2 separate regions of the Rattus norvegicus genome follow, and region 2 is linked to region 1. Evidence: chromatin contacts called from public Hi-C data. All regions are on one chromosome and are shown on one strand. The core of a region is the stretch at or near the end of the contact, and the rest is flanking DNA. Distances in the headings are between cores, read along the strand shown.

What was found. A called contact is a pair of places that touch in the nucleus more often than the background predicts.
Region 2: a contact with region 1 is called in a Hi-C map of frontal cortex, with 2.4 times the contacts expected there. The contact joins the promoter of Pcsk1n here to the enhancer-like site in region 1. A contact is called at or near these places in 2 of 12 Hi-C or Micro-C datasets (Schwann cells and frontal cortex) and 1 of 1 datasets of contacts at active chromatin or transcription factors (oligodendrocytes).

What each region holds. Positions count from the first base shown.
Region 1 is chrX:17,067,216-17,071,069 of GRCr8, forward strand. No RefSeq gene overlaps it. Among named protein-coding and RNA genes, the nearest start is that of Was, 7.9 kb to the right of the region's middle. Within about 2 kb of position 2,391, at least 83 of the 93 cell types and tissues checked have an H3K27ac peak or open chromatin away from gene starts, as enhancers often do. A contact at or near this core is called in Schwann cells, where this site is marked.
Region 2 is chrX:17,253,423-17,257,237 of GRCr8, forward strand. It overlaps Pcsk1n (proprotein convertase subtilisin/kexin type 1 inhibitor), which reads right to left and starts at 1,983. Exons shown (of 3, transcript NM_019279.1): 1 at 1,849-1,983. The coding sequence starts at 1,962.

The sequences.
Region 1 (3,854 bases), core at 1,141-3,640:
TCATATCAGCTGAATGGTGGTCTCCTGCAACTTTAATCTTAGCACTCAGGGGGCAGAGACAAGCAGATCTCTTAGTTCAAGGTTACCCTGGTCTACATACAGAGCAAGTTCCAGGGCAGCCAAGACCACACAGAGAAACCCTGTCTTAAAAAAACAAAAACAATAACAAAAAAATTTAAAAACACTTTACAGCCCAGCCCTGTGGCTTTTAACCCCAGATGTCCAGTGGCAGAGAAAGGCAGATCTCTAAGTTCAAGGCCAGCCTTCGATACAAGTTCTAGGACAGCCAGGGGCAACACAGAGAATTTCTGTGTAAGGATTTTTTTTAAAAAAGACAAAAAATAGGACCCAGGATGTACCTCTGTTGCAGGATACTTTCCTAGCATGAAAAAGGTTCTGGCTTCATTCTGTAGTACTTAGAGAAAATGAAGAAAAAAAAAACAGTATTTTTCAGTAAAAAAAAAAATCAAAGAAAATTCACAAGTAAAGTGCTTCAAAATGTTTTCTGTTGTCAGTTGTAGTGACCCACATTTAATCTCAACATGGTAGACAGAAGCAGGTGAAATTTTTGAGTTAGAGTTAACTTGGCCTCCACAGTCAGTTTCAGACAAGCCAGGACCAGAGAGAATCTGTCTCAAAAAGAAACAAACAAAACCCAAATATTGTGTCAGCTGTACAAGAAGATAATTGCTGGCAATAAGTAAGATTTTAAAGCTTTGTAAAGAAAATACTTTTTTAAATAAAATTTAAGTTTTGAAGGAAAACGTTGCTTTAATAACTGTACTTTCAGAATGGGTACCAGACAACTCTTACTTTCAAAGTGCACAGAGAAGACATATCTGAAGTCCATATTTCAATTCTTTTCAGGGGTTGGGGATTTAGCTCAGTGGTAGAGCGCTTGCCTACCAAGCGCAAGGCCCTGGGTTCGGTCCCCAGCTCCGAAAAATAGAAAAGGAAAAAAAAAAAAAAGAAAACCTCAATTCTTTTCAGATTCATCCAGACTACACAGAATTTTTAGTATTGAGAAATGTTTTCCTTGTGCTTCCAATCCCTGAGGAGCAGATGTGTGCTGACTGTTTTGATATAGGTGTTCTGAACACCAAGCCGGGTCTGTGGAACTAGACTGATCACGACTTCAGTTGGTAGACCCTGGAGTCTCCCTTTGGTGTCTTTTGTTTGCAGGAGTAGCAAGATTGCTCTTTTGTGCTCAGAGGAAGATTTTACTATTACCATAAACGTTCACTCTCCTGTGGCATGTCTTTTTTTTTTTTTGTTTGTTTGTTGTTTGTTGTTTGAGACAGTTTCTTTGTGTAGCCCTGACTGTCCTGAAACCCTGGGACATGCTCTGTAGACCAGGATGGCTTCAAACTCAGAGATCCACTTGCCTGTGCCACCAAAGCTTAGCTTCTGCTACACATGATCAAGGATCACTAAGAAATTACCCTGTTTGAAGAACAAAATTTACACTGAGCCCTGTCCTCAAAAGAACCAAACAACAAAACGCAATTTTAAAAAATTGACTTGGGCTGGAGGATGGCTCAGTGGTTAAGAGCACTGACTGCTCTTCCATAGGTCCTGAGTTCAATTCCCAGCATCCACATGGTGGCTCGCAACCATCTGTAATGATATCTGTCGCCCTCTTCTGGTGTGTCTGAAGACAACTACAGTGTGTGTATATATATAAAATAAATCTTTATATGACCCAGGTTGGCTACTAAAGTATTCATTGCAGAAGTCCTAAGCCCCATAGTGCGAGCTCCCTAACCTTCCAGAGTAAACAAGTGCCCTCCGTTAGCTTTTTACCCACGACTAATTTTACAGACTGAGGTGGTATTTGAATCCACTACACAAGGTCCCTAAACCTAAAGCCCGACTTTGGCAGGATGCCCAGTCACAGGCTACAACCATTGCGCATGCACCGAGGCTGTCAACAGGAACTGGTGCAAACGTGGAGGCGGAGCTACGCTATTCCTAGGGCCGCAGCCTGAGAAAGGAAAAGTCCCGCCTCCATCTGACTAGAAACCAATCAGAGATCACTATGGCAGCCTCGAACCAATCAGAAGTCACCAGGATAGCTCCCGAGCCAATGGCCTGCGCGAATGCCTTGGGAACAGGTTCCAAACGGAAGGATAGGGGGTCAGAGGAAAGCTGGTGAACGTGGAGGGTGGGACAGAGTCCTTCCGCCGACTCGATCCTGCCATCCGCCAGAGTCAAACGGCAAACGGCAGGCCAGGACGGGGTCGTGTGGCGGGCGGACCGGTGGTCGTTTGGGGCCAGGCGCCGCTTCCTCGCTCCTCCCCCATCAACAAGTGGACCGTTCCAAGATGGCCGCTCTCCGTAGTGGCGTGAGCCCCGGCTGCGGCTCCGCTCCCGATCTCCCCCCCACACCCGACACCCCTGTGGTTCAGTCCGGGCGGCCGTGCTTGTGCCGGGCCGCAGGGGCTGAGACGTGGGCGCCCCTCGGGCCACGCGCAGTGGTTTGATCCATGCTAGCGTCACAGGCTTTGAAGTGGATACTTCCCTTGAACACAAATTCTCAGGGTGTTTTCAGTCCTGAGACCACAGACGTTTGTGACAGGGAAGACTTGCTGGGAGCGACCTGGCTTTTAATTTTGAGGCAGGGTCGCATACTATGTGTGTCCAAGCTGGCCTCGAACATACCATGCTGGCCACATTCGCCTCAAACTCAAGGATATCCTCCTGCCTAACCCGCTGAGCACTGAGATATAGGAGCGACCGAGGAGGGCGGGGAGAAGCTTGGAGTAATACTGAACATTACTCGATGTTTTATAAAAATGACAAATAATAACTCACCCAGGCTTGTTGACTGACACACACTGTGACCCCAGCACTCAGGAGATGGTACCCATCTTCAACTATATAGCCAGTCTGGGCTACATAAAACTGCCTCAAATAATAATGATGATAATATAAAACTAAAATAATATAATTATTTTTTTTTGGTTCTTTTTTTCGGAGCTGGGGACCGAACCCAGGGCCTTGCGCTTCCTAGGCAAGTGCTCTACCACTGAGCTAAATCCCCAACCCCATAATATAATTATTTTAAAAAATAATTATAACCTGACAGATTTCGCCCGCATCTTCATCACATTACACCAATGGTCTTAGTCATCTTAATGGCCTTAACGACTATTATTTTCTTTGCTGTGGAAGAGGGAACTGAGGTACTCAGAGCTCACCAGAAAGGACAGGGATGACAAGAGGACAAGAGCCAGAGCCCAAACTGTATAGCTCCAAATTTAGCTTCTAGCCCATTAGCTACCGAGCTGTGTGTGTACGTGTGTGTGTGTGTGTGTGTGTGTGTGTGTGTGTGTGTGTGTGTGTGTGTGTACGGTGTTGCTCAAGATGGACTTTAAAGCCTCTGAAACACAAGGCAGCACAGAGTTCAGCCCTCAGCACAGCACAAGTGACTCTTATCTCTACAGATGTTCTCTGTGCACACCCGGTTCCTCACTCACCGTGCCAGGACTCGAGGCTTCTAAACCACTCACTTACTCCTGGCCTCAGGAAACACCTCAGGAGTAAAATTTGCCATCTCACTCTCATCTAGTTCTTAAGAAACAGTAGTTGGCCCATCCCCATGTGTAAGTAAATTTTCAGGGTGGACTCAGTTGTATGGTGGGAACCAGAATGTAAAGATACCCAATTCAGGGCTTGAGGTATGCAATTGGGATCTTTTAGGCAACATCTTTACAAATTATAATCATTCGTTGTTTTTCTTTTGACACAGTCTTTGTAGCCTTGGCTGGTTTAAAACATACTACATAGATCGGATGGTCTCAAGCTCCTTGCAATCCTCCTGTCTCAGTCTCCTGAATGCTAGGTTTTTGGCC
Region 2 (3,815 bases), core at 733-3,232, 190 kb after region 1:
ACGTTGTTAGTTTCTTTTCTCCATCTTTTTTTGGGGGTAGGGCGGATGCCAGGTTTGGAATAACACTGTAACATTTCGCTGTTGGATATTAAACTTGCAAAAATAAACCAGGTGTGTGTGTGGGGGGGTGTTTCACCCTTAATCCCAGTCTAGTCTACAAAGCAAGTTCTAGAACAGCCTGGACAACACAGAAATCCTACCTCGAGAAACAAAACAAAAATTTTTTTTGCAAAAATCATTTTGAAAGGGAAATTGCCTGTATCTCGAAAGAAGAATGGGTTGTATGACCAACTCCTAGGGTTTTCCACTCAGCCTGTAGGACGTAAATCCCTGAACCATCCATCAGAGCAGCATTTTATAATAGCATAAAAGTAGGGGGATGAAGGAAAGAACATCATGGAAATAAACAATGACATACTAGGATACTTATACACACACATAGGAGATGCTATTGTGTACCAATAAATAAACGTACAGCCATACACTTCAGTATAAACGAATCTCCCACTGAAGCAAAACCAAGGGAGGTTCTAAAGACTGACACGCAGAAAGGCCTCGATTCAAAACCACATGCACCCCCAACACACACACACACATACACACACACACAAAGGCAAATTCTAGAATCCCACTGCAGATGGCCTAAATCTGTCAAAGCCAAGGACTTCTTAGTGACCCCTAGTGACCACCAGAAAGCAGGTGCCTAGCTTGAATTCATTTCTCGGATGTTCCAAAAGCAGGAGGAATGAAACAATGGATCGTTTAAAGATAAGCTGCAAATACAAGTCTGGACTCAGTGGGCAGAAAATAGAAGGTAATGTCTATGGAGGGGGTGAGGCTAAAATCCTCCTCTGTGCTTTAGACAGCTTTGAAGAGGTAGAGAAGCAAGCTGCATAGAGAAGCAAGCTGCATGTGTCCTTGATCAGTATCCACCACCCTCAGTGCCAGGGGAAATCACTCACCAGTAACACACACACACACACACACACACACACACACACACACACACAACACTGCTATATCCGCTGCAAGGAACGGCATAGACGGTCTTTTTCATGCCTGTGTACTCGTTCCCGTTGGTGAAATGATCTTCAGTTACACTCTGAGCCACCCAGGTGCAAGGACACGCATCATCTTTACAAACACAATGCAGAGACATCATGGCTCCTTTCCCTGCAATGACACAGCTCCATAAAGAAGCAAAGAGGAAACTGTCCTGTGGATGCACATAGAAGAACCCGAGCATTCAGTCTACCCAAGCCGCCATGAAATATGTACCCCAAGGTAGAAGGACCACTCCTCCCAAAATGCAAACAAACGAACACAGAAACACATAAGTACACAGAAAGATACGCCCATATACTACGTCATCACCCATAAGAATTCACAAATATACACATGGTACCACTGAGAAAGCAACCAGGCCCGCAAAAAGTAAAACAGAAGCATCTGCAGTATTGTAGGGCGTTCGGGAGCAGTCAAAGCAAAGGACACACGGAAAGAACACAATGTCTATACACCTCGGTCGTCACTTCACAGGCTTAGATAGCTTTTCTGAATATACCCCTGTGCCACCGACAGCTCCACAGGCCACCGGCAGATTGACATCAGACCAGGCCCCGGATGCTGAGGGATGGGCAGGGTGCGTCTGCTGGCCATGCCCTGAGCAACATCATCCTCACACCCTGAAACTGTGCCTGACCTGCGCGGGGGCTTTCAACTGCAGCCCAGACCACCCTTACCAAGTTCTATATGTAAACCTGCAAAAATCCCTCACCAACACTTTCCCCATCTTCCTCCCCACTCCACCCCACCCCCACCTCCACCCCCTGCTGACTGGGGTCGCACCTTCACGGGCCTCGCTGACAGGGTGGGGGGCAGCCTCAGAAGACCCAAGAGCAGCAGCACCAAAAGGCCTACGCCCCCGGCCCTCGGCCCGCAGAGCAGCGGCGACCCCGCCATGCTGCCCCAACGAGCCGGGCTCCGGACGGGCGGACTGGCTGTCAAGTGCGCAGCGATGGGTATTAGGCACAGCCAAGGCGCTCTGCGGCTGCGCACATCAAGGAGACTGGCCCCCTCCTGTTTTCCTACTCTACGCAGGCGCAGAATTTGGGCTCTGGCCTTCTGCGCATCGCCATGGAGATGTCCAAGGGGCAAAGTGGAGAACAGAAGTCTGCACTGGCGGTTGCCATGGCAGTAATAAGGGCAGTTGCTAGGGAAATAGACCTTGCTGTTGAATTACCAGACAGACAAGGGAAATTGACTCAGTGGGCTGAAATAAGGCTCTGGTTTCTGTCCTTGGGGAGACAACAGACTATGTTCTGTTTGATGGATAAACAATTACAGGCTGCAGGCCTTGGACCACGGTGTTCACAGACAGAAATGAATCCAGATGACATGGCCGTGGACAGCTAGCTCAGTTCATATTGCCGATTAGCTATTACTAGCGACTGCACCCTCGAGACGATACTCACAGATCTATAGGCGTGCTGCTCCATAGTTCACTAAATGCTCCGTTCCATTCCCTCCCTGTGTGCTCGCTTGCCACCGCTATGCCTTGGCAATTGTGTACCCCACTCACATACGACAAAGACGTAAATGTGTTTTTAAAAAGTGATGCAACAAAAGGGTGCGAGGACCAGGCCTGGTGGCTCAGGTCAGCCATCCCCAACCACTTGGGAGGCTAAGGGAGAAGGATCTCAAGTTCAAGGCCTGTCTGGACTACATCTAGTTCAACAGTCTAGGGATGTAGCTCACCTGGTACAGTTTTTGCCTAGCATGTGCAAAGTCCTAGGTTTGATTCTGGCCACCCCATTAACTGGGTGTGGCAGTGCTAACCTTATCTATGATGTAGGTTTCTTTCTTCTTTTCTTTCCTTTTTCATTTTCTTTTCTTTTTTCTTTTGACAGGGTTTCACTACAGAGCCCTGGCTGTCCAGGAACTTACTATGTAGTTCAGGCTGGCCTCGAACTCACAGAGATTTGCAGGTCTCTGCCTCCTGAGGGCTGGGATTAAAGGCATAGAACACTATGCCACACACAAAGCAAGTTCTAAACCAGCAAAAACACACAAGTAGTTTAAGGCCAGCCTGTATAATATGAGATCCTATCTCAAAATGAAAAGTAAAAAGGAAAAAAGAAAAATAAAAAAGGAAAAAGGGGGATTTGAGCATGTAGCTCCGTCCTAGGGTTCTTGCCTAGTGTGCATCCCCAGTGTGACAAGAGGGAAGGGGGAACTTGTACAACACAAACAAATGTTCCATGCCACCACCACGGAAAGACACAAAATGTCCCCAACCCAAGTATGGTTGGCACAGTCCTGTATCCATGGACCTGGAAGGCAGAGGCAGGAGGATCATGAGTTTAAGGCCAGCTTGGGCCACACAGGGAGTTTGAGGGCAGCCAAGGATATATAGCACTTAGATATTGTCTCAAACAAATTAGGAGAAGTAGAGGTATATAGATAACTTGTAGAGCACATTCATGCCTGGAGCCCTGGAGTTCACCCCGTAACCAGAGAAACAAAAATAAAACAAAGAAGTAAAATGTATCACGGGGGTTGGGGATTTGGCTCAGTGGTAGAGCGCTTGCCTAGCAAGCGCAAGGCCCTGGGTTCGGTCCCCAGCTCTGAAAAAACAAAAGAAAAAAAATGTATCACAGCTCAGCATGCTATCACAGACCTTTAACCCCAGCACGCAGAAGGCAGAAGCGGGCAGATCCCTATTGCGTTCCTGGTCAATCTAGTCTACACAGAGAGCTCCAAAGCAGTCTAGGTTACAAAGAGAAACTACGTCTTAAAGGACAACCACAAAACCA